Regions from separate parts of the Oryctolagus cuniculus genome. Here region 2 is linked to region 1. A link is a contact called in public Micro-C data. All regions are on one chromosome and are shown on one strand. Each heading gives the region's core, a stretch centred on a gene start, on an enhancer-like site or on the middle of the called end of the contact. The rest is flanking DNA. Distances are from core to core; before and after follow the strand shown. Region 1 holds the start of TAF11 (TATA-box binding protein associated factor 11). Region 2 overlaps SNRPC (small nuclear ribonucleoprotein polypeptide C).

Evidence for each region. Hi-C and Micro-C count contacts between places; a contact is called where the count stands out from the background.
Region 2: a Micro-C map of ear pinna shows a contact between it and region 1, with 5 times the contacts expected there. The contact joins the enhancer-like site here to the promoter of TAF11 in region 1. A contact is called at or near these places in 2 of 6 Hi-C or Micro-C datasets (ear pinna and an unstated tissue).

The regions. Positions count from the first base shown.
Region 1 is chr5:134,549,522-134,554,181 of mOryCun1.1, forward strand. TAF11 (TATA-box binding protein associated factor 11) reads left to right here and starts at 1,462. Exons shown (of 4, transcript XM_008262799.4): 1 at 1,462-1,741; 2 at 4,212-4,360. The coding sequence starts at 1,571. ANKS1A (ankyrin repeat and sterile alpha motif domain containing 1A) reads right to left here and starts at 324. Exons shown (of 23, transcript XM_051855747.2): 1 at 1-324. The coding sequence starts at 162.
Region 2 is chr5:134,653,258-134,657,839 of mOryCun1.1, forward strand. It overlaps SNRPC (small nuclear ribonucleoprotein polypeptide C), which reads right to left. Exons shown (of 11, transcript XR_011388701.1): 6 at 2,799-3,126; 7 at 2,424-2,466. Among named protein-coding and RNA genes, the nearest start is that of BLTP3A, 27 kb to the left of the region's middle. Within about 2 kb of position 2,679, at least 2 of the 8 cell types and tissues checked have an H3K27ac peak or open chromatin away from gene starts, as enhancers often do.

The DNA.
Region 1 (4,660 bases), core at 212-2,711:
GCCGAGGCCGCCGCCGCCGCCGCCGCCGCCGCCACTGCCCCCAGAGGAGCCGCCGCCGCCACCCCCGAAGCCTGAGGAGAGCCGCTTCCCGGACAGCAGCTTCTCCACGGCCGGGAGGTGCCCGGTGCGGGCCGCCTCCAGCAGCTCCTGCTCCTTCCCCATCCCCAGGGCCGCCACCCCAGGACCCCCCACCCCGGGGCCACCGTGGAGCCGGCTCGGCTCCCAAACTTTCCGTCTCCGGGCAACGCACCCCCTAAACCGGCCGGGGACACCACCCCCCTCCCCCCCCGCCTTTTCCCCACGAGCGCGTCACTTCCGGGATCCGGCGTCACGCGTCACCGCGCCCCCATGCCCCGCCCCCTTGCCCACCTAGCTGGGCGGGGCTCCGCGTCCCTGTGCAGGTGGACCTTGGTGTGTCAGGACAGGACTTGGGGGTCAATGGGGCAGTGCCATGTGGGTACCCATTGAAGAAGTGGAAAGGGACAAAGGGGACCCACCTGTGTACGCCTCCAAAGTGCGCTTCTTTTCCAAAGGTTTTGGGAGCTCACGGGACAGGAAATACGGTAATTCGTCCCGGCGGTGTGGAAACAAAGAGAGAAATATGGTAATACGCACCTACATTTCCAAGTCCGTTCTTTAAGCATAAAGCAGTATGTAACAGGTGCGGGAGCCTGGTAATACAGAGGTGAATAAAACGCCCTGCCCCTCCCTCCGCGTGCCTCAATGAAAAAAGGCAGGACATTTTAAAAGCAGAAATATCCTAGCCCCTTCACCATCCCAATCCGTGAAATGGCTCATTAAAGTGAAGCGCTCAAAGGAGAGACCTCCCACCCTGTAGGGATTCCTCATGATGAGACTGAGTGGGTAACAGAAGTCAGGCTTGAGAAACCTATCCCGATTTTCAGCACTGGCGAACTGGAAAAATCATTTAATTCGGTAGAAAATGTTTTTTCCCTGTACTAGCGCTGCTCCGGACTCAGAAACAGGCAGTCAACACTCGTGGAGTGAATGAATGGGTTGGATAAACACTGCTCAAGCAATAGGACTTTTTTTTTTTAAGGTGCTCGTGAAATATTCGTAGAGGGGAAATGGTGGCAATTCAATGTAAAGTCAGGCCCGCAGTCTGTCCAGGTGAAATAAAGGAGGTTGAGTCCCTGCCTGAAAGTTTGCTACCCCAAGGTTACGCGACAGCCGCGTACAAAAGGAGCAGTTTTCTCCCAGGTCCTCCAACTTTGAGGAAGAGGTTAACTGACAAAGCATTCTTAGAACGACGGAAAGGAAAAAGAAACCCTTCAGGAAGCACAACTGCACTTCTTCACAGGTGCTGGTCTCCAAGGACGGATCCACAGGGGACTTTGCACCCTCAGCGTTCTCTCTCCAGCACCACCCACCCAGGATTCAAACGGAGCCCTCAGGTGCTCCGCGCGCCCCCCATGGCCCTTCCGAGGACCAGTAGTGGTGACGACATCGCGGTGCGACGACAGGAAGTAAGCGCCCACTGTGCCGCGCGAGGTCCGGAGCTCCGCGGCCGACAGCACCGCGATCTCCTCCCCTTGCCGTTCTAGCTGTGATGGACAATGCCCGCGAGTCTCCTGCGGACAAAGGTGGGGAAGCAGGGGAGTCAGACGAGACGACTGCTGCTCCTGGGGGCCCGGGGACTGCGGACACGGACGGGATCCCGGAGGAAGCGGACGGAGACGGAGACGCGGACTTGAAAGAAGCGGCAGCGGAGGAAGGCGAGGTAGGCAGAGAAGTGTGACTGAGGTTGGAGGCATACGCCGGGATTGTGTTACCCGGAGCTCGCCACGATTCCCTCTAGATCTGCCGTCCGGGGAGTGTGGGAGGAGCAACAAAACTGTGGTGCTGGTTTGGTTCCAGAGACTCGAGCATTAGGTTTTAATATGTTTAGTCCTTGCCTTTCGGGATTAAAGCTACATCTAAGTGAATTTTAAATAGCTTCTTGGTTTTCCTATTGATGAAGTCGGTACTGTCATCCCGAGACTTAGTGCAAGAGCCAAAATCCAGGATTCCCAGCGCGCCTTTCACCGCACTATAGGTCCTCTTAGTTAATTGTTGTTTAAGTACAGCTTTCGTCTTTACAGGAGGCAGAGTTGATCAGATCTGTTAACGGGAGACTTTGAAGTCATATTCTCATCCAGCTGCTGCAGTGTCCTCCGTGCTAATGTCCAGGGGTTTCTATAACGTAAAAACACCAAATCCATCAGCTGTGCTCTCAGGATAGCTCAGCAGGGTTGCCTAACCGCGCAACAATCGCGACCAGAATCTCAGCGTCCTGTGGGTTCCTTTTCTAAAGAGAGAATTTCTAGGATCTTAGAGGCAGAAGGAACTGAAGAGCTCATGGACTGAACGTTAGATGGATAGCCTTGTCACCAAAACATACACGGTAAGCTTTTAGAAAAAGAGAAGACAGTTGACAAAGCTGAAGAAGGAAAAGTTAAAATGGGTCTCAAGGACGCAAAGGAATTGAATAATTAGCATGGTCCACTAAAGGAGCTCACTACAATATAGAAGTTTGGAGCCAGCAGAGGATAGAATTATGATGCTTTTGAAACATTTTTAAAAATTAGGCCGGCGCCGCGGCTCACTAGGCTAATCCTCCGCCTTGCGGCGCCGGCACACCGGGTTCTAGTCCCAGTCAGGGCGCCAGATTCTGTCCCGGTTGCCCCTCTTCCAGGCCAGCCCTCTGCTGTGGCCAGGGAGTGCAGTGGAGGATGGCCCAAGTCCTTGGGCCCTGCACCCCATGGGAGACCAGGAGAAGCACCTGGCTCCTGCCATCGGATCAGCGCGGTGCGCCGGCTGCAGCGCGCCGGCCGCGGCGGCCATTGGAGGGTGAACCAACGGCAAAGGAAGACCTTTCTCTCTGTCTCTCTCTCTCTCACTGTCCACTCTGCCTGTAAAAAAAAAAAAAAAAAAAAAAAAAAAAAAAAATTAATCAAAGACCAGCATTGTGGCACAGCAGGTTAAGCTACCTGCAACCCCAGAATCCCATATGGGCACTGGTTCAGTTCTGGCTGCTCCGCTTCCAGTCTAGGCCCTTGCTGATGTGCCTGGGAAGGCAGCTGAAGGTGGCCCAAGTTGAGCACCTGCACCCATGTAGGACTTCTGGCTTCCACCTGGCCCAGCCCTGGTGGTTGTGACCAATTGGGGAGTGAACTAGCAGATGGAAGAACTCTGTCTCTCCCTCTCTCTGTAACTCTGCCTTTCGATAAAAATTGATTATGTTGGGGCCAGCACTGTGGATTAGCTTTAAATATGTAACATAATGCATGTAAGTATGTAAAATATTTATTAATATTCTTTAAGTCAGAATCACAAAGTTGGGGGTGGGGGGTGGGGAGTGAGCAAGCTTCCATCTGCCTGTTCATTCCCCCAAATGGTCACAGTGGCTAGAGCTGGGCCAGGCTGAAGCCAGGAGTCAGTAGCTTCTTCCAGGTCTCCCACATGGGTGCAGGGGCCCAAGGACTTGGGCCATCTTTGGGCCATCTTCTGCTGCTTTCCCAAGCACATTAGCAGGGAGCTGGATCAGAAGTAGAGCAGCCAGGACTTGAACTGGCACTCATATGAGATGCCAGTGCTGCAGACAGCAGCTTAACCCACTATGCCACAGCATTGGCCCCTACATATTTTTGATTTTCAAAGAATGTACTTATTAGAAAAAAAAAATGGCCTATCTGCTGATTCACACTCCAAATGCCCAAAACAGCTCAGACACTCTAATAGGGGACATGGACATCCCAACCAGCATCTCAGATTTTCACTCCAGGGCCTCCTTTTTAATAATCTTTCTAAATTGAATCGTCAATAGTAAAAATATCTTTGGATCCAGAGGAGAAGAGCTGGCTGGCTGGAGAGGGCTTTGGTGACATCCCCTGTAAGGAATGAGCAGGAGAGAGAGTCCATGGAGAGAGTGGTTTTCATGATCTTGGCCATTTCTTTATCCTTGTATACAGACACTGAAGCTGTGATCATAGCTAAACTGGAAAACTAGATTATTTAACTGGTTCTTTCTACAGCCTAACTAACCTTCCTTGAGGAGAGATACTGTATCTTATACTGGGTGGAACAGTCAGTTCTGGGACAAAAAAACTACACAATAAGTGGATCTGTTGTGTTATGAGGATGATGTCTTAACCTTAGCCAAGCCTGGAAAGTAGGACAAATATATAATAGAGTTCTTTTCATCTTCCCAGCTCAAAAGTCAGGACGTCTCCGATTTAACAGCAGGTGAAAGGGAAGACGCGTCATTACTTACTCCTGCAGCCAAAAAACTGAAAATCGATACCAAAGAAAAGAAAGAGAAGAAGCAGAAAGTGGATGAAGATGAGATTCAGAAGATGCAGTAAGTCTCTTTTTGTTCCTTCCCCTTTTCAGAGCTCCAGCCTGACCACACAAATTTAATAAATTTGTCTTGGCCTCTACATTTCTAACTCAAGAGGAAATAAACTAATTAATACATTGTTATAGTATAGAAAATGTGAATAAGTAAAAAGAAAACTCATCGCCCTGCCACCAAGAGGTATATACTGCCAATACTTTAATGTATATGATCCCAGGTGTTTTCTCTACACATATAACTTATAAAATTAATAAGTTTTTACAAGGTTTTTGTTTTGTTTTGCAAAATGTCAAATACTGGAGC
Region 2 (4,582 bases), core at 1,429-3,928, 100 kb after region 1:
ACACACACATATATATATAAACAAAACACCTCAAAAATAGAAAGAGATAGCTCCCTCACTAAGAATTTCAGAAAATTATGACTAGGAGTTTTACCTAGAGGGGGTTAGTGACAAAAAAAGAAAAAAGAAAAAAAAAGCCTGTGCCGCGGCTCAATAGGCTAATCCTCCGCCTGCGGTGCCAGCACCCTGGGTTCTAGTCCAGGTCAGGGTGCCAGGTTCTGCCCCGGTTGCCCCTCTTCCAGGCCAGCTCTCTGCTATGGCCCAGGAGTGCAGTGGAGGATGGCCCAAGGGCTTGGGCCCTGCACCCCATGGGAGACCAGGAAAAGCACCTGGTTCCTGGCTTCAGATCACAGCGGTGCGCCGGCCGCAGTGGCCATTGGAGGGTAAACCAACGGCAAAGGAAGACCTTCCTCTCTCTCTCACTGTCCACTCTGCCTGTCAAAAAAATAAAAATTAAAAAAAATTTTTTAATTAAAAAAAAAAGAAAATCAGGCATGCTTTTCAAGTTGTGAGCTTTACCATCAAAGGTGGCTACCTCTTTGATGGAACACCACTTTTATTTGAAAGAATGATTAAGAAACAAACTATTTAAGGGTACTCTAAAAAGCTCATGGAAGATGGAATTAAAAGATTTATTTTTTAATTTTAAAAGTTATTTTATTTATTTGAAAGGCAAAGAGAGCAAACAAGAGAACTTCCAACCACTGTTTCACTCCCCAAATGCCCTAAACAACCAGGACTGGGCCAAGCCAAAACAAGGAGCTGGTACCTTAACCTGGGTATCCCATGTGGGTGTCAGAGACCCAAATACCTGGGCCACTCCCTTAGGCTTCTCAGGGTGTACCGTAGCAGAAAGCAGAAATTGGAAGCAGAGCCAGGACTTAAACCCAGGCACTCTGATACGGGATGTGTGTCCTGACCAACATCTTAACCACTTTACATACCCATAAAAAGCTGTATTTATTTTGACACAAAACATTTTTAAAATCCAGACATACAAGTACTTGGACTTCTCACAAATGGATGAAGTGAGCCTGTCACATCAAGGAAAGCAACTGATTGTATTTGTTACCAATAATAAAATTTGAACTTTGAAGCAAAAATTGCAATTTTAGAAAATCTGCCACCATAAGTTTGGCAATTGCTCAGTACTTAGTTCTAATTGGATTGTAGCACTAATGAATGTGAATTTTTAATACTATATAAATGTACTGGAAGACCTGTATGACACAGTGAAACAATATTTTCCAAATGACCAATGTATGTTTCAGAATCACACACTGTTAAACGTCCTTTAAAGAGCAACACAGATTACTGAATTTCACTGAAACAGCATGAAAAGTTTGACACAGTTTAAGGCTGCACACTGCCACTGACCATGTACGGAGTTTTAGTGCAGTAATCTAAAAGTACTGAAGGACACCTACGATTATCTAAAGACTATTAAAGGCTGATGCTGCAGCACAGATAAAGCTGCTGCAGCAACATCAGCTTCCTGTTTTAGCACTGGTTCCAGTCTCACCTGCTCTGCTTCCCATCCAGCTCCCTGCTAATACACCTGGGGAATCAGTGGAAGATGGCCCAAGTGCTTGGGCCCTGCCACCCAGATGTGAGACCCAGATGGAGCTCCAAGCTCATGGCTTCAGCTCAGCCCAGCCACGGCTGTTGCAGCTACTTGGGCAGGGAATCAGCAGGTGAAAGATCTCTCTCTCTGTTGATCTGTCTTTAAAATAATAAATTTTTTTTCTTAATTTAACCCAGTAATTTTTAAGACTGTAAAGGGGCCCTGGAACCAAAATGTCTGCTACCTTCTAGAATCATTAGCTTTGGAATTAGACTGCCTGGACTCACCTTCCAGCTCTGTACAATTCTCTGGCTTTGTGACACCAGTAGTTTTTAGCCATCCTCTACCTCAGCCTCCTCCCTCACAGGATTATATGAGCGTTAAGTGATACCTGGAAAATATCTGCAACACTGCCTCACAAAAAAAAAAGAAAAAAAACCACTCACTCTTAACTGCTGCAGTCATCTGCTAGTTTTCAGGCAAAGTACTCTGGCTCGAGTCAAGGCATTTCTTTTCATTTTAATCAAACATTTGAGTAACCTGACAGAGCCAAATATTTTATCTTTATGGACACTCTCCAGGAATTTTTAATTTTTTTTTATCTTCAAACCTGCTAAAGCTTTATTATTTTGGGTCTCCAATGAAAATATACTGACTGCTGGAAAACTAACTCTTGCAAATGTCCTCAACTTATGAATATCGTCCCAAGATGGAGGGGGCGGAATAAAACATCTCCAATTATTTTCTCCAAGCAGTAGGCCTTAAAACCTCGGCAGACTCAAACTCGCAATCTACAAAAAATATGATTTAATTATTGCACATACGACGTTTTCAAACTACGAAAAGACACGATACTTACGGAATCATGGGTGAGGTACGTATCGCAGTAGTCACAGTAAAACCTGAAAAGAGGTGGAAGATAGATGACAAGCAGTCACCCGCAGAAGCGCCATTAACTAAGAGTAAAAAACAAACAAAAGAAACGCACCCCGACCTACTGAGGCCTCGGAGGTGTCAAACAAAGCGTCCAGAGAGAAAGCAGAGATTTGTTGTTGTCTTAAGCGGGTCGACCGCCACCCTAAAAACGCTATCCAGAGCTCCGGCCCCTACTACCCTCCCCGCTCCCAGATCCGCTCTACCCCCGAGGCTTTCAAGAATCAGGACACGAGCTCCGCTCTCCCACAGGACCACCAACATCCACCGCGACCACCCTCAAATTTCACACCCCACTCACTTGGGCATGTTGCTCTGCAGGCCGTTGGCCACTCCGTTCCGCCCCGCCGCCCGGAAATGACGCACACAACGAGCGCCGTCGCCTCGGAAATACGAAACAGCCGCAACCGCTTCAGAAGTCCTCGCGGGCTGCAGCCGAGTGAGAGGCGGGGCTTCTCTTTCTCTCCGTCACCTATTGGTAGGCGGAAATGGCGGGTGCTACGGGACCCTACGAGGCTCAAAACTCGCCCATTTAATTCTGACTCTTGATACTTCCGGAAATACGTGATTCTTTTCGTTGGGCGGCTACCTAATTAGCTTCTGCTGTGTGACAGGAGCCACTATAAATGCTGAAAAAACAGTGAACAAAGCAGACAAAAATCCTTGTATTCATGAAATTGATACTTTATTGGATAAGACATAATAAAAGCGATATGTATTAGGTTAGATGGACCAAAGTACTAAGGGAGAAAAATGAAACAGGTAAGGGATAAGTTCAACTTTAAAGACACAGAATGCTTATCGAGGAGGTGACAAGTGAGAAATGATAATTTCTTAAAGCAATAAGGCCAAGTGCAAACCGCTTTACTTACAGTGTTTGAGTCCCTTTAAGCCCAGGGAATATAGTAGAATACCCAGTTTTTTATTTTTTAATAAATCTTATTATTTATCTATTTGAGAGGCAAAGTTACAGACGGAGGGAGAGACAGAGAGAGGGGTCTTCCATCTGCTGGCTCACTCTGCTGGAGCTGGGCCAATCAGAAGCCAGGATCCAGGAGCTTCTTCCCTGGATGCAGGGGCCCAAGGACTTGGGCCATCTTCCACTGCTTTCCCAGGCCATAGCAGAGAGCTGTAGCGGAAGAAGAGCAGCCGGGATTCAAACTTGCGTCCATATGGGATGCAGGCACTGCAGGCGGCGGTTTTACCCGCTACCCTGCAGTATCAACTGCAAGTATCCGGGTTTTAAGTCCCGTCGGCTTGCTTACTAGCTGTGCTGCTTGGGCAAGTTGGTCTTTCTGAGCCTCAGTTTTCTCATCTGAAGAGTATGGGTAATAATTCTTACTCGTGTAAGCAGATGGAAGAATGAAATATGAACACGCTTGTAAAGTGTTTAGTGAAATGTTTGTATGTACTAAACCTTCCACAAGTGGTAGCTATTAAATAGAAAAAATGATGGAAGTACATTCTCTAAAGATGTAATCTGTTGTAGCCCCAAGGACAAACTTTCAGCCTGGGCTGTTGATGACAAAATGACCTGCCTCCCTCTTAGCAAAGGGAAATAAGAGTTGAGAACTCAAGGGGAGGAACTTTCTGTTCTTCTGCCCTACATTCTCTGATGATGTAGTTGCAACCAAAATAATAAATGCTACTTCATTTAAATGCTTACATTCTCCTGGGTGTTTTAAATACATTAATTTACTTAATCCATTCAACAACTCTTTATTCGTATTTTAGATAAGAAAACTAAGCGCTAACCAGGTTAAGTACCACAAAGATTACTTTCTGGTTTTAAGGGAAAAGTTAGCTGCATAAAGAAGTTATTAACATCTAACTACCCTATGGCAGTGGTAAATCTTAGCATTAATTGTTATGTGTTTTCTGTTGGAATGCCAGCAGAGTATACATCAAGTATGGTGTGTTATCACGAAAAATGTTTAACTTGGATCCAATCAAGTGAAGCTAAAGAAAAGCAAAAGGCATTAGGCAAATTCAGAAGGCAGACATTGGATAGACGGACCTCTTTCCTTCACCAACTCAGGAAAAGGTGTCATTCTAACTTAAAAAGTTTAAAAAGATTATTTATTT